Regions from separate parts of the Anas platyrhynchos genome. Here region 2 is linked to region 1. The links are chromatin contacts, called in public Hi-C maps. All regions are on one chromosome and are shown on one strand. The core of a region is the stretch at or near the end of the contact, and the rest is flanking DNA. Distances in the headings are between cores, read along the strand shown. Region 1 overlaps ABLIM1 (actin binding LIM protein 1). Region 2 holds the start of ABLIM1 (actin binding LIM protein 1).

What was found. Hi-C and Micro-C count contacts between places; a contact is called where the count stands out from the background.
Region 2: a Hi-C map of subcutaneous adipose tissue shows a contact between it and region 1, with 4 times the contacts expected there. The contact joins the promoter of ABLIM1 here to the enhancer-like site in region 1. A contact is called at or near these places in 3 of 8 Hi-C or Micro-C datasets (F5 follicle, skeletal muscle and subcutaneous adipose tissue).

The regions. Positions count from the first base shown.
Region 1 is chr6:33,036,570-33,043,867 of IASCAAS_PekinDuck_T2T, reverse strand. It overlaps ABLIM1 (actin binding LIM protein 1), which reads left to right. Exons shown (of 23, transcript XM_072039808.1): 5 at 3,857-3,983; 6 at 5,138-5,231. Among named protein-coding and RNA genes, the nearest start is that of AFAP1L2, 87 kb to the right of the region's middle. Within about 2 kb of position 3,402, at least 4 of the 8 cell types and tissues checked have an H3K27ac peak or open chromatin away from gene starts, as enhancers often do. A contact at or near this core is called in subcutaneous adipose tissue, where this site is marked.
Region 2 is chr6:33,150,265-33,157,562 of IASCAAS_PekinDuck_T2T, reverse strand. ABLIM1 (actin binding LIM protein 1) reads left to right here and starts at 3,813. Exons shown (of 23, transcript XM_072039808.1): 1 at 3,813-3,973. The coding sequence starts at 3,961.

The DNA of each region.
Region 1 (7,298 bases), core at 2,153-4,652:
AGCAGGGGAGGGAGGCAAAGGAAGAAAATCCACCGCTTAATTTAGGCAGTGACGAATGGGTTGCTGTGCAGGATTTTTCACTCCTGGATGGCTGGGGTGATGCAGATGCTAAAAAGGGAAATGTGTTTTCTCTTTGCATCTTCATAAGCAAGATGCCATGGAAGGCAGCACACCCTGGCCTGCATCTTCTAATGAGGCAGCTTAAGGTGACTGGGGGGTGGAGGTCTTCATCATGCACAATATTACAGTGTCATGCTGCTTCCCCTTGTCCTGTCCCCCCACTTTTCCATGCGTTTGGGCTGGCTGACTCAACGTTCAGCTACAGCCCTTTTGTCCTTCTTGTCTTTTGCTTTTGTATTCAGACACATCAAATATGACAGCCTTCTGAGTGATTTTTTTTCCAGAGCTGTAACTTAAATATGTTAGGTTGTATCGTCAGATTGAGCAGACCTAGTCAGGGAACAGGAAAACCACAACAGGTTATGTTAGCCATCTCTGGCAGAGAACCACGCAAGGAGCTTTTGCTTGGCTAAAAATGATGCTGTCAGCTACTGCTGAGAGAGGGCAAATTCACTTCTTCTGTACCATGTCTGAGCAGGTCGACGTCGCTGGTGGAGGCTACAAGGTGGGGAATTGCAACTATTGGTGTCACAGGCAGCCACAATACACATCAGCATGTGTGTTACTTCATGTTTCTTAGGAGAATTAGTGCCATGGACTGTCTCACCTCAAGTCTTCCTTCAGCTCAAATGTAATTCCACATACTGATTTTGTGGTAGGCTTTTCTTTATGTTCTAAGTGTGTACAGGAGCCGTACTGCTCACTCGTGCATTCACACTGCACTTCTCCTCTGTGTTATGCTGGCCCAGCTGTGAAATGGATGGGAGTGGGGAGGAATGTGGGTTATCTGACAAAAAGAGAGCACGAGAGAGCTCAGGGTCAAAGGGACGCCATCTGTTTGACCCAGGTGTGAAGCCAGAGGGAGAACTGCTGTGCGAACCATTACACAAAATTCTGGGAGAGAGTTTTCAGATTTTTGAGTACAAGTTTGGCCTGGCATGTGGTTGTGAACCACTAGTCTTATCTCACTGCCCTTTTCTTTGCAGCATGAGGTAGTTATGGCTTAGGCTGATGCAGCCTGTGCTTAGTGTGATACTGAGATCCTGCCCGCATATGCTGTCTGTTGATGACATTCAGCCAAAAGCTTTAATATGCTTCATACATGCCTGCGGTCATAAATGGCTTTTATTTGTAGAATTTGGATGAATAAATGGTCTTTTCTTAGCCTAGCCCAGCCTTATTTACTCTCTATTTTGGGAAATAATGATAATTGCTAGCTTCTCATGCGCATACCCAACTGTTTTGCTAGAATTAAAATCAGGTTTAGTTAAAAGCCATCTCAGCCTAGTAAGACAGTACTTGGGCTATTAGCTTGCTTTGATATTAGATGTTCAGTATGCCTGTGACTGGAAATAATGAATGATATTCATTTACTCTTTAAGGAACACACAAAGAGTGAGCGAATGTCATAGTTGCTATAGAATAATAAATGCATGTCCAACACCGCCACCTTTGACTTACAGGAAGCAAGTACACAGGTGGGCATGCTTCATGGGTCCCTATTTCCTCCACGTAACTGCTTTTTGCAACAGGAAAGACAAAGACTGTGGACTGGGTGGGCCCTTTTACATAAGGCAGTTCTTCTATTCTGACTTGGCTTCAGAAATTCAGCTGAAGTGCTACAAAGTGCTTTAAAAAATCTCTTTTCTTGGTTCCGTATCTGCAAAATTTCAGCTTCGCAAAACTTGCCTGGATAAAGCTGCCAAAAGCATGGAAAACACAGCAGATTTTTGGAGGGATTATTGCAACAGGGAATGTGTCATGGTTTGGCAGGACCGCAGGTCAGGAATGTGGAAGCTGGCACAGCAGGGAGAAGCAGGAGTGCTAGGAAGCTGAGAAATGGGTGCTGATTAAAGCTGCAGCTCAGCACCCACTGAGGTGGGAGGAAAGATCTCATTTCTTGTTACAGTTGGTAGGTGTATTGCATGGCTTCAGGTTGGAAGGAACCTGATGTAATGTAGTATCCTCTCCAAAGCAAAGGGAAGATCAATGTACCAATGGCATCCTGACAGATGTTCACTTGTCTCCCCCTCAGTCCCATTTCATAAACTCCAGCGCCTCTCTCAGTGACCTGTTCCAGCCCTTGCTGTCGTTGTGGAGTGGCATGAAGCCTTGAAACGGCACAGAAGAGCAGAGGGATCCATTACGTGCTGTCAGTACTTGTCATTTCATAATTTCAATTTGTAACTTTTGTCCTTTAGAGCAAAGCCCTGGGATTAGGACATCTCAGGGTTGCTTTTCAAGTCCAAGCTGCATCATTGGTCTGTGACTTGCATTTTATTACAAGATACCGTGGTGCTTGGGCCTGTTCTCTTGAGGGAGTCGAGAGCATGAAGAATGCTGATAGAGAGGCCTGCTGCAAATAGTGACCTGGTTCGCAGGAATGCACAGCGCCTATTTGGGGCTGTCCTCGCCCATTATCCAGCAAACAAAAGTCAGGCCCTTGGGTGTCAAAAGGAGACACTCCTTTTATTGTCAGTTGTGATAATAAATCTGGAGTCGCCCTTTTGCAGGGTGTAGTGTTACCTGGACTGTAAAACTGTGAGGAGATGATGGTGTCAGGGCTGTACCTGTACAGTCAGCTGGAACTGGTCTTGGTTTGAGGCTGTTTGTTGATGTTTCAGACACATGGAGAGGATGTGATATTCATGAAAAGAACACCAAGTTTTGGGATAATAAAATACAGAAAAACCTTTGTTCTAGGTTCTCTCTGGCTTCTAAGCGTGTCCCAGTTGATGGGCATTCCCTTTCTGCCTCGCTGCTCTGCCAGGCTGTCCTTTCTCTCGAGGCTCCAGCACAGCACCGGTGGTTCCCTGCTGTGTCCCACATCAGTCTCATCAAATCTCCCCATGCACTGAACTGCCCCGTGCCAGGAAATCTCTTGAGTATCTTATATCTGAATGGAGAGGAATGGGAGCTCAGGGCTGAGCCCAAGATTTCTGATGTGACGTGAGATGTTGTGGCATCTTCTGGGACAGAGGGCATTCGGTGGCTCCGGGCTTCAGGTTTGCTGTCTGCCATCAAATTGTCTTTCTGAATCACAGCAAAAACTGAGCATGGGCTACTGGGTAGTACCAAAATCCCCAAGTGAGAGTGCTTGTGCCTATTAGAGCCCAGGAAAGCTGCTGTTTTCCACACCTGCAGGTGGAACACAATATGCCCCGTCATATAGCATTTAGTGCTGTCACACTGCTGTCACCCTCGCCTCAGGCCCTTGCTAAAAATGCTCTCTCCTCTCTTCCTGGGCTGGGATGTGCCACCGCCTGTGGCTGGGTGGACGTTCTGGGCTTTGCTGCCACCCAATGGGAGACTGCAGCATCCTGGTGGCACTCGCCCAGGCCTCCTTTCTTTGCTTCACTTTGGCACTCCAGATCTTGCAAAGAGCAAAATGAGAAAAATACCGATTCCTTTGGAAGGCTGGTACTTTTCTGGATGATGGTTCATAGCTGCTTCCCAACAAAATCTTAAGTTTGTACAAAGCTCACCTAGCAATCTTTGAATCACAAAGTGTGAAAAACAGGATAGAGATTTCTGTCCTCTGCTGAATATGTCTGTAGTAAAGAAGACTGTATCTTCATGGAGGATCTGTAAGTCTCTGGGGAAAGGAAGAAGATGTGTCTCTGCATAGCTGTATAATTTTCCCCTTTGATTACCAAGTCTAGCAGTTGTTGGGTGGTTAATGAGCAACAATGAACCAGGTAACTGACAGCAAATGCATTTGTTTGCTTATTTGCAGATTGTGCTGGCTGTGGAAGAGACATAAAGAATGGACAAGCATTGCTAGCTCTGGATAAGCAGTGGCACCTGGGATGCTTTAAGTGTAAGGCCTGTGGGAAGGTCCTAACTGGGGAATACATCAGCAAGTAAGTAGCCTCTGCAACTCTCCTCCACTGTTGGCATGAGTTCTTGTTGCCAGAAGGGAAGAGCTTGCAGCAAAGTTCACCTTTTGATATCCAGTTTCTATCACCTCTCAGCATATGCCAAAATTCTTTGCTGTCAATGAGAGCTGAGCTGGGGAAGGGAGGTAAACTGGAAAGAGCAACTGCAATGTGATGTTTAATGATAGCAGTCCTTACTTAATACCAGTACAGAAGAGGGTATATCTCAATGCTCCCACAAGGGTTTGAGTGAATTCCTATGTTTTCTGTGTTCGATACAGCTTTGATACAGCTTTGTGCCATTTTGTTTTCCAGCATTGATATTGAGGAAAAAAATAGGAACCTGTCCATTATTTGTCTTTGCTACAGAATAGACTAAACATGATGTGATTGACCTGCTAGTGTTTCTCAACTCCAAATGAGAAACTAATGAAGGGAGTATTGAACATAAGGAGGGGCAGAGGAAGTGAAGGGGGAAAAGTGTTGTAATTATAAAACAGAAGGAATGAAGATACAGTCCTTGTTCTCCTCTTCAAGTATATAATGAGGAGAAAATGCAGGGAAATAAAGTATGTTTCACAAACCCATCAGTAAGTACAGTGGGATGTATAATATTATAAATCAATTAAATGAAATAAATTCTGTAATTTCTTAAAAGGTCAATGCTAGCACCCGAGAAATAATATTAAGCTCTGATTGGTGCTTCCATTTGTACGATGGATGTACATTGTTCATACCAAAAACATCCATGACCTTACACTTAGAAGCAACTGGTTATGCTCTTCACAGACTACAGAAGATTTCTTTGTTGAATGATCTCCACTCATCACCATGGATAGAGTTCCAATAATTTCTCTAGAATTGTACCACCTGTAGTTTTAGAGTCTGTTTTTTAAGAATGAGGTTTGCTTCAGTGTTTCAAGGTTGGGTACCTTTCCTTTATGGAAATTTAAACGAATAATTATAGAATTATGAGAATATGATTTTTTATTTTTTTTTCTTCTACTGCAAAATACATCTCTTGGTTTTGCCGATTGCTGTTCATTGGAGTTCCAGAGTGAAAACAAGGGAAGAATGTAAGTCATGTTGTAACCCATTTATTAAAAGGTGGTTTATATTTTGTGGATTTTCTTTTTCAGAGATGGTGCTCCTTATTGTGAAAAGGACTATCAGGTTCTTTTTGGAGTCAAGTGTGAAGCATGTCACCAGTTCATTACTGGGAAAGTCCTAGAGGTACGTGCTTTGTAAGATGGAGTTTAAGAATTGGGCCACATCCCATTATGTTCTGATGGAGCCGCAAAAAAAAAAAAAATTCTCATGGGAAAATTTTACTGCTGATTTTAGAGCAAAGGTGCTAATTTTCAGAAATATTTTCAAGTGTTTTACCTTTGGAGTAATCAGGGAAAGTATGTGATAGAGAATTAATTACACTAGTTTCTATGGATTTATGATTTCTGTGTTTCTTTTTTAGTGGTGATGTGCAAAGTCTGTTGCATTTCTTATTCTGTGTCAGATTTGATATATTTATAGAGGTAATTTGAGTACTGGAATCATTACCTTTGACAACTGTGAGTATTCTGAGATATATAGTCATGAAGGGGGGTTGTGTACCTGAGATTTTTCTTCTCAAATAAGGCCAGATGATATGAATGATGCTGACAAGGTGAGGGAGAAATGTACTGGAAATAATATGTTAGAAACAAGAAGGCACAAACAGAAAATGTCTGAACAGTCTTTTGTTTACTTTTAGTTGGAATCCTCTGTGTTCTCTTTGCATCTCTGGCCAAATCATTTTACAGTTGCATATCTTTTGTTGTCAGTACTGTCTCCCATGGCTGTGACTAGTCCCCTGTGAGATGGGATCCTTGAATTATGCATGGATCCCTCTGTGTCATCACAGAAATGTTCAGTGGGTAAAAATGCAGACGACCTTCCTTGTCCTGTTACCATTGAAATATGAGGAACAAACCTGTTGCCTCCCTTCCATATAGGATTCTATGTTCAATGGAAATAACCTGACCTTTGAGCTTAGGCCTAGAAAGGGGCTGTGTGGGTTGGCTCCAGATTTAGTTATGTTTAATACTCAACCTTCCTGGAGCAAAAAGGGGGGAACCAACACAAAATTCCCTTTGTATAATAAAGTGGAAGAAATGGGAAAGCCAGGAAGAATTTCAGTTACAGGCATATTTTTTGGAGAGGAAACCAGATGTATTATTTTAATGAGTCCAAGAAATAAACCTGAAAGTATTACCAAAATAAAAACAGATGGAATTTGCTAGTTAAATGTGTATTATAAGTTCTCTTCTTTGTGTTCCATCTACTGCTGGTATAGGACTGTGTCAGCCCTCACCTGATAAGTTTCATATTTGATGCAAAGTGGAAACAGTTCGATTTTCTAGCTCTGGAGGTCTCTGTAGTTCAATATTCGAATATTAGCTGGGACAGTAGCCACCAATTGAGACTCAGAAAGCATGTAGACAGCTGCTGTGCCTGTCACTGCTTCTACTGAGAGGAAATACACTTTTCCAGTTAGCTGTGATCTTAGTCTGCCTCCTTTGCAGGGTGTTTCTAATTCTTTTGGAGAGCCACAAAGATAATTAGTGAGAACAGTCTGACTTTTCCCTTGAGTTAGAAAGGCTGTGTCTGGCTTTTATCTGGAGGTCTACTACCATCTGCCTATCTGTTCACATCTACTGATGAGTTTTTCAGTTCAGTACTCTCTATTGGAGAGTACTCAGCATAGTTGGAGAGAAGTAATTGGATTTGTGAGACTGGGAAGCATAAAATATTCTAAAATGACTTTAGATGCTATTTCTGCTGTTACTCTATTACACAGCACATGATAGGTGCTCAAACCTGTGCAATCTATTGCTGAAAGCAATGTGATCTATTCAGAGGCATGGAGATGAAAATAATAAAAGAGGAGGTTCTTTGAGTCTGCAGAGAGCTGGGAAGAAATGAGCTATTTCTGTTTGGAGCCTTCTGTGTAGTGGATGTGAATATAGAAAGGTTGCATTCATGTTGCTCTTTCTAGTATCAATGAGAAAGAAAATTAGGTTTCTGAGAGGATCTAGAGCTATATCCTTTCAGAGCTGAATCAGCTGAGGCCAGGGGAAGATGAGTTCAACTCAACTAGAGTTCAGCTCTCTATCACAATCTAAGCTGAAGTTTGGTTTATCAGAGTCTTCGTGTCCCAGACAGAACCTTGTTGCAGTCATTTTGGTGTCAAGGTTGGTTTCTTGCCTTGTAGTTCTTTCTCTTCTTATGGGCATTTATTATCAGAAGAAGAGACAACATATT
Region 2 (7,298 bases), core at 2,564-5,063, 110 kb before region 1:
ATAAAAATCTTTTGTAGCATTAACCAATTCCGTGAGCTGTTTCAGAGCAATTCATCCTGCTGCTGGATCACTGCCTGCAGAGGGCAGCCTGACCCAGGATTTCACTCCAGCAATGTGCTCAGGTGGAGAATTCCATCATTTGCCGGCGTCTCTGTCCATCAGCATCACTGTCTGTGGAATAAACAAGCGAGAGCTGCGTAGGATTACCATCAGCCCGAAACTCAAACGGATTCAAAAGTGGGGAATACCCTCCCACACACACACTTGGCTAAATTAAACCTCGTTTGTTTGTTTGTTTAAAAGCACCCTGAAAGAATACAGTAACATCAGAAAAACTCAGCTAGGCCTGAGATCATATCTCACAGGTCAACCAGATACATTTATTGGTAGATATCAAGGGGTAAGAGAAAGAAAATGTACAGAATACATGCACCAGGGTGTACTGGCCGATGCTAACAGTAGAAAAGTGTTTTTCTTTTATTCCAAATCTCTTCAGGAAGACTGTGAGATTCGTTCAAGCTCCTGTTAAGATGAGTGAGACTGTGCCTTTGGCTGATTTTGCTCTGTGTTCTCTCTCAGGTGTGTCCTGAGTCCCTGTGAAACAGCCATCACAATTTCAGTGACACTTTGTCAAAGAGCATGTGTCTACACACAGGTGTGTGCTTTAGCTGTAGGACTGATCAGTGCCAGGTTTGAGACTAGGGGTTGCTATCTTGATACAGATTGACAAGGGACAAGGCATTCAGTTCCTGAAAAAGAGTCAGTACTTTGTGTCTCTCAAATCAAATTGTGTCCAACAGCTGATTAAGGAATGATCTTGATGTGTGCTGAAGGGAGTCCTGTCTGCTTCTATACTCCTCAGCCAGAGGGCTCTGCTACACAGTGGTCAGAGTAGAAAGTAAGGATAAAGAAAATAGCATTTCAGGAATCAAGAGAGCATCAGTAATGTCTGAATTCCAGGAGCACAGGAAGAAACCTGTGTGTCTTATGGTCAGTTATCACATTACTCACTGATGTACTTTCACATTGATTTAGATAATGAATTTATTTGGGTACAGACTTTCTGTCCCACATAAACGGGGCTGTTCACAGCAGAATGTATACAATTCTCAGAGTCTGGCTCATTGTCATTGCAATTATCAGTGAATTTTTGCTGATGATTCCTAAAATTTCATGTAGAGGAGTGGCAAGAAATTTTGATTCTGGTTTATTCGTAATATTCTTTCCTATTCTTGCTATGTTACTCATCTTCGCTAATGTGAACTTTGGCCAAGGAAGTATCTGTCACAGTCTACATTGATAGCATAATGTAAAAGATACTCTATGTAAAAATGCTTACACATTTAATCAGCTTTGATTGCGTAATCTAATTCTGTTTGGCCACAGCAAATTCTTTAGGGTAAAGGGCAAAGTAGGGCACACACTGAGATAACACCCTTGCTTGACACATATCTAAAAACTCTCATTTATAATTAACAACAAAGGCAGTTTATGTAATTGTCTCTGTATCTCCTGAAGGCATACACTGAATACAAAATCAGAAGAAAAATGATTTAGGAGTCAAGATTCACAGCTGTTATTTGTGGTTCATACCTCATATGTGAACCCGTGAGAACCTGATGAAAGCTGAGTAAGTTTTTGACTCCGAGCTCTTTGTTGGGATCTGTCCAATAAGGATGCACACACAGGTGATACTGAAATTCTTCTGCAGTAAATCCTAGTCAATGTTTAGCTGATCTTTCCAAACCTGATCCTCAGAAATGAATTTCATATTCTGGTCCGTGCCCTAAGTTCCTCCAGGGTACTTAGCCATTTTGGTGCAACGGCAATATAGATTAGCTACTAATGGGCTTATTTAGAGGCTTTTTCTTAGCTGCCAAGATCTCCAATACTCTAGGTTATATCAGTAAAAGTGATTAATGTTTTCACAGTTCAAATGTATAAATCCAGCCTTTGCTGACTTAGCTGGACATCATCATTCTTTTAAGAGTTTTCAGTTTGTCTAAAACCTGTTTACTTAATGGATAGAAAAACAGAATCTTTTATGTATTCACACAGGTGAATATATTCACAAGTGACAGCAAGGTATGTTGTACAGAGAATACAGTCCAATATTTAGAGGGCTTTTCTGGAAAGATGCAGGTTCTGTTCTTTACTCTGACATAATTTTCTCTGTGACCTTAAAAAACATAGCTCTTCAAGGGCATTTAAGCATCTGAATATACCAATAGGGGATTTGAAAACACCTGGCTGCTAAAATTGGTCGAAGTACTTTGTAAAAATCTCTAAAAAATCCCCAGGTGCCTGTTTGCATCTCTCAAAGCCCAAATACCTTTAAAAAACACTGTCATTAGTGTGTGTGTGTTTGTGTTTGTTTGTTTTTCTGTCTAATTTGAGTTAGAAGCTTAAGCTGTCTGTATAGTCAATACAAAAAAGTAGCAGGTAGGATCCTGCTTCTCAGCTGGCTAATTCAGAAACCTCAGCTAGGTGCCTGAAATAAAGCAATGTCAATCACTGCTCCTAATGGACTTCTTAAGTGGTCAGGAAATGGCTCAGTCAACTGAACAGCTCAACAGCTTGCTGCTGCTCAAAAAGACCATCTCTTTTCCCTCTAATGCTCACCTGTTCTTCACCTCTTGCTGGCCATGCAGTTCTGCACTTGTCTTCTGTAAGCTCCAGTGTTTATCTGAGCCTTAGGTTTTCATTTTTGGCTATCTTTTTGTTTCCTTTTCCTGGCAGAAAACTCACCAGCACAAGGAATTGAGCAATTCCTTGGTGATTAATGAGCTAAAGTTGTTTGATAGGGGTGAGACCAGCAAGGGGAGCAGGAGCACATGTGTTGGGGAGAGTAGGAAAAACACAGTGCACAGGAGAGTACGTGACAACCGCTTGCAGAAGCAGCAGTAGCAAACTCTTGGATTGGCTTGCCCATCTTGTCTGGATCTTGTTTGAGGTCTTCCCTCCTCTCTGTACCGCCCTTTCCCACCCTCTCCTTTCTCTTCAGCTCCCTTCCACATTCCCTAAATATTGGCAGGACAGGAGACAGCCGTTGCAGAAGCTGATTCAGCTGCATACATGCAGATTGCCTGGCTGGTACTTGTGGCTAATGAAGGCATGGCTTCCAGAACTGATAACTCTTGAGTTCCCACTGCAGCTTTTCTTCATTTTAATTTCTCTTTGCAAGTCCTAATTACTACAAAACTTGTAAAGTTGTTGAACTCTTTCTGAGTTCTACCTTTTAGTCAGCTTTAATAGAAATTTTCCATATCTGGGACTTGAAGTTCTTGAAGGGGATTTGCTGGACAGACAGAAAAATGAAACTCTATCACCCTCAATTACTTAGGAAACCCAACTAAATGGCTAATTTTAATAAATGGATTCTGTATCTGATCCATTCTAACTTTCTCTGATCAACATGTCTGTTGAACTGCTCAGCCTTAGAGGTGTTGCACACTAAGTGGAATAAATTCTTTGTGTTCTATAGAAAACCAAGGTACAAATGCCTTTCTCCTTTCACTTCCTAGCAGCATAAAGAAAGGAAATTCTTCATTAAAAAGCTAATTTCTGCATGTTCCTGAACCTTTTTTTTTTTTAAAGCCATCTATTAAGCATCACACAGGAGAACCCTTGATAATGCTAGTCAGAAATTCGTTGAAGGAAGTGCATAGGAAATGACTCAATTAAAAACACAAAATGCTGTTATATTACTGAGGAAAACCTTGGCTCTTTTGGTACAAGAAAGAAAACCTGAGTTGTTTCCAAGTGGAAAACGTTACTCATTTCAGAAAAGAAGATGGGGAAGGGAACTTTTTTTGAGTGAACGTTCGCTGAGCAACTACAGGAGCTGGGAAAGAGGCGAACCTGCGATTTATTTCATTGCTGCCGCAGGATTCAGAAACAAGGGGCAAGAAGACAGAACGACCTAATGAGTATGAGCTGCAGGTGACAGTGGGGCGATGCATGGCAAACAGAGGTGTGTATGACCACAAGTCATTGCTGGCTGAGTGCGATATGGGAGGAACAGCTGTGCCGGCGCATTGTCTGCGCCTACATCACCTGATGAGAGGACACGTGTGTGCTCGCCCTTGTGCTGCTGCTCTGCTCCCTTACACATACACGTACACACACACATTTTACATGCACATATATACCTCGCTGCCCGGCTGGCAGCGGGGCGAGCACACCAGGGCGCTGCCAAGCAGCCACCAGCCGGCTGCGCCCCGGCACTGCGGTGGGGACCGCGCCACGCAGCCGCGGGCAGGGATGCGAGCACCGCCACCTCTCCTGGATCTCCGGCTGCGTTTCTTTCGTAGGAAAACCGTGTGGGCTTGCTGCTGGGAGGCAGCTGCGCTGCGTGTGGCACAGCAGAGCAGGAGGAGCGTGACTCAGCCCCCGTGCCACCGCCGTGCCGGCTGCCGCAGCACCCCGGGTCCTGCTTGCTGGCCGTGCCGACCCTGAGCGGAGCCACCTCTCGCGGCTCAATTCGGCCGCAGCCCTGCGGTTCCCGTCGCCTGCCCTTCCCCGCAGCCTCCCGGGGCGCTGAGGTCGGGTTCGCCGTGTCGGGGAGCTCCCGGCCCCCGCCGGGGGGGCGCCCGCTGCCCCTCCGGGCCCGCAGCGCTGCGCCCGCCCCGCTCCGCCCCGCAGCCGCCGCCCTGCCCTCGGCAGCCCGATCCCAGGCGATCCCACTCGATCCAATCCGATCCAAGGCGAGCCGAGCCCAGCCGAGCCGCACAGGCGCACGCAGCGCGGAGAGCGCCGCGGCCCCGCCCGGCTCGGCACGGCCCGGCACGGCCCGGCCATGTCCGCCAGAGGTGGGTCTGCGGGGGGCGAGGGGGGACCGGGGGGTTTGGGGGATCACCGAGGAGCCCTGCGGCGAAGGGGCTCGGGGAGGGGGCGCCGGGTGCCGGGGTGGGGGGCCCGAGGGTGCCGAGCCCCCTTGCGGGCGCTGGGGCTGGGAACGGGGCTGCAGGTGCGGGGCGCGGGGCGCTGCCCTCGGAGGAACCGGAGGCGTAAAGTTAAACATGTTCTGAACGCTGTCATAACAAAGCTGAAATACCGGTAAGCATCTCTCTCTTTTTTATTTTTTTATTTTTTTTTCCCCTTAAAGAAAATTATCTGCGCGGTAATAACCAGTAAAACCACTCCCCGGTTGTCTCTGCATTGAAAAAAAAAAACACTTTGTGAAAATTACATATCGCGTGTGAACAAGCCCCTGGATGCAGGGATACGCCCTGCTTGTGCATCCCCTTATTTCTCTGCGTCTTCACGCACTACACACCGCCCGACGTGCACCAGCGCTTTGGTTTGCCTGGATTCCTCCCGCTGTCCGAATGAGCCTCGCGCACATGGACGGCAGCGTGCGACTGCTGTAGGGTTGTCAGCGCAGTGTGCCTGGCTCCATGTTCCCACAGCGTCGCACCCATCCCAGGTATAAATAATAAATGGTGGTGGGTCAGCGCAATTCCTTGTGGCTCTGTGGAGTTCTTGCTGTAGGAAGCCATGGTCTGCATCAGTCTCCGAAGGATCCATTTCTGGAAGAGTGCTAATTGTGTTAGCATCAGTGCTGTGCTAAGGCTGCTTTAGTACCTGGGTGGGAAAGCCCTGGTCTCAGCAAAGCTTTATGACATGCATTAGATGGCCGTCTTCACAGGGCTACCTGGAGTTGGGGAAGGAATGGAAATACCTTGCAATTTCAGCTCTGCAGATGTTTTGCTCCACCAAACCTGAAATGTACAGAAAGGGTAGCCAGGGAACATTTCCACTGGTCCAATTCCCATTTTCTCCCCCCACCATCCCTCTTTCATATTTCATCGGCACGGCACGGATGTTTGATGCCTGCTTGGTTCTGCTGGAGAGCTGCCTGGAGATGAAGGGGGAATTCTTTCTCAGCCTTTCCCATGCCATCCAGGTTTTTTCAGAGCAATTAATTGGAGGGACAGGGACCTCACAGGAGTTTAGAGATGCAACAAATAATATTCATAAAAGAGATTAAGACATTAATTTCTATTGATTTCTGCTTTTCAATGTTAACAGATGGACTTAGTTGGAAAATAAACATGTCTGTAGGAGTACATAGTAGAGTTGCTTGGTGCTGACCAAAGGCTGTTTGTGTGTGAGGCGGTACAGAACATTTTTATTGTCAACTGTTCTAAACGTTACAACTGATAAAATGTTATGTATGAGCTTACTTGTAGACACTTAATGTGGCATGATGGATCTTAATGAGGTTACTCCTGAGCATGTAGCTCAGATAAGAAATATGTATTTATGGGATCAGGGCTTTGTCTGAGTGTTGGATCAGGACCCTTTGCTTCATGCTGGCAGATTACCTCATGCATAAGGAGTCTCATTAAAACCTCGGTATCGTTAGGGTCTGAGTGTTCAGCGAATGTTGACTGTTAATATTTTATGTAGTGTTAGCTGTCCAAAAGGTGATCATTATTATTCTGAATGCATCAGGTCTGGAGCTGTCTACTTGCTGTTTGTACACCAGGCATACCAAGAATAGCCAAAGAGGTAAAGATTTACCTGTGCCATTTTTATTACTAAACTGCAGAAGATACTCAAGGCATAGTAAAACATATCACAATATCATCAGTGTTCAATTTGTGCAGCTCTCTTTATTCGTCTCTTTTGCTCCAGGAGGCAGCATGGTCTAGTGAACTGACTGCAACAGATGATGGAAGAAACTCCTGAAATCCATCAGGACCTCTGTGTTTTGAACCATCCCTTTGAACTCTTCTGCTCTAGTTCCTTGTTGTTATTTAAGCAGAAGTGCCGTATAGCCAAAGACATAATGGTAGATTGTGAATCAATACATAAAGTATAGCAAATAATACAAAATAATGTAATTTTGCTGTAAATGGAACTCTGGGTGAAGAGTTTTATACTTCCCTACTTGTACAATGGAAATAATGGGAGATATTTTTTTCCAGGGGGATTGTTGTGAGGACTAATGGCTGACCTGTGGTTTATGATAAATTTTCTGAAATTCTCTTTTATTTTCTACCAACCCATACAGACTATGTTGTTGATGTTCTTTGCAATGTCCCTCACCTCTCCCTGTTACCAAAGCATAAGGTCTCTAAACTTCCTTTGCAGCCTTCCTCATAGTACAGCTCTAGCTGACGTTCTGACCAAATGCCAGATGAAGTAGCATAGATGAGTATTCCCAGAAGCGTGAACGAATAATCATTTTGGAAATCTGGCGATTGAACCGGGAGCTAAACTAAAGCAAACTTTGAAAATCCTTTTCCATGTCCCTGTCAAGTTGGAGCCCTTCCCAGGGCACTCTCATG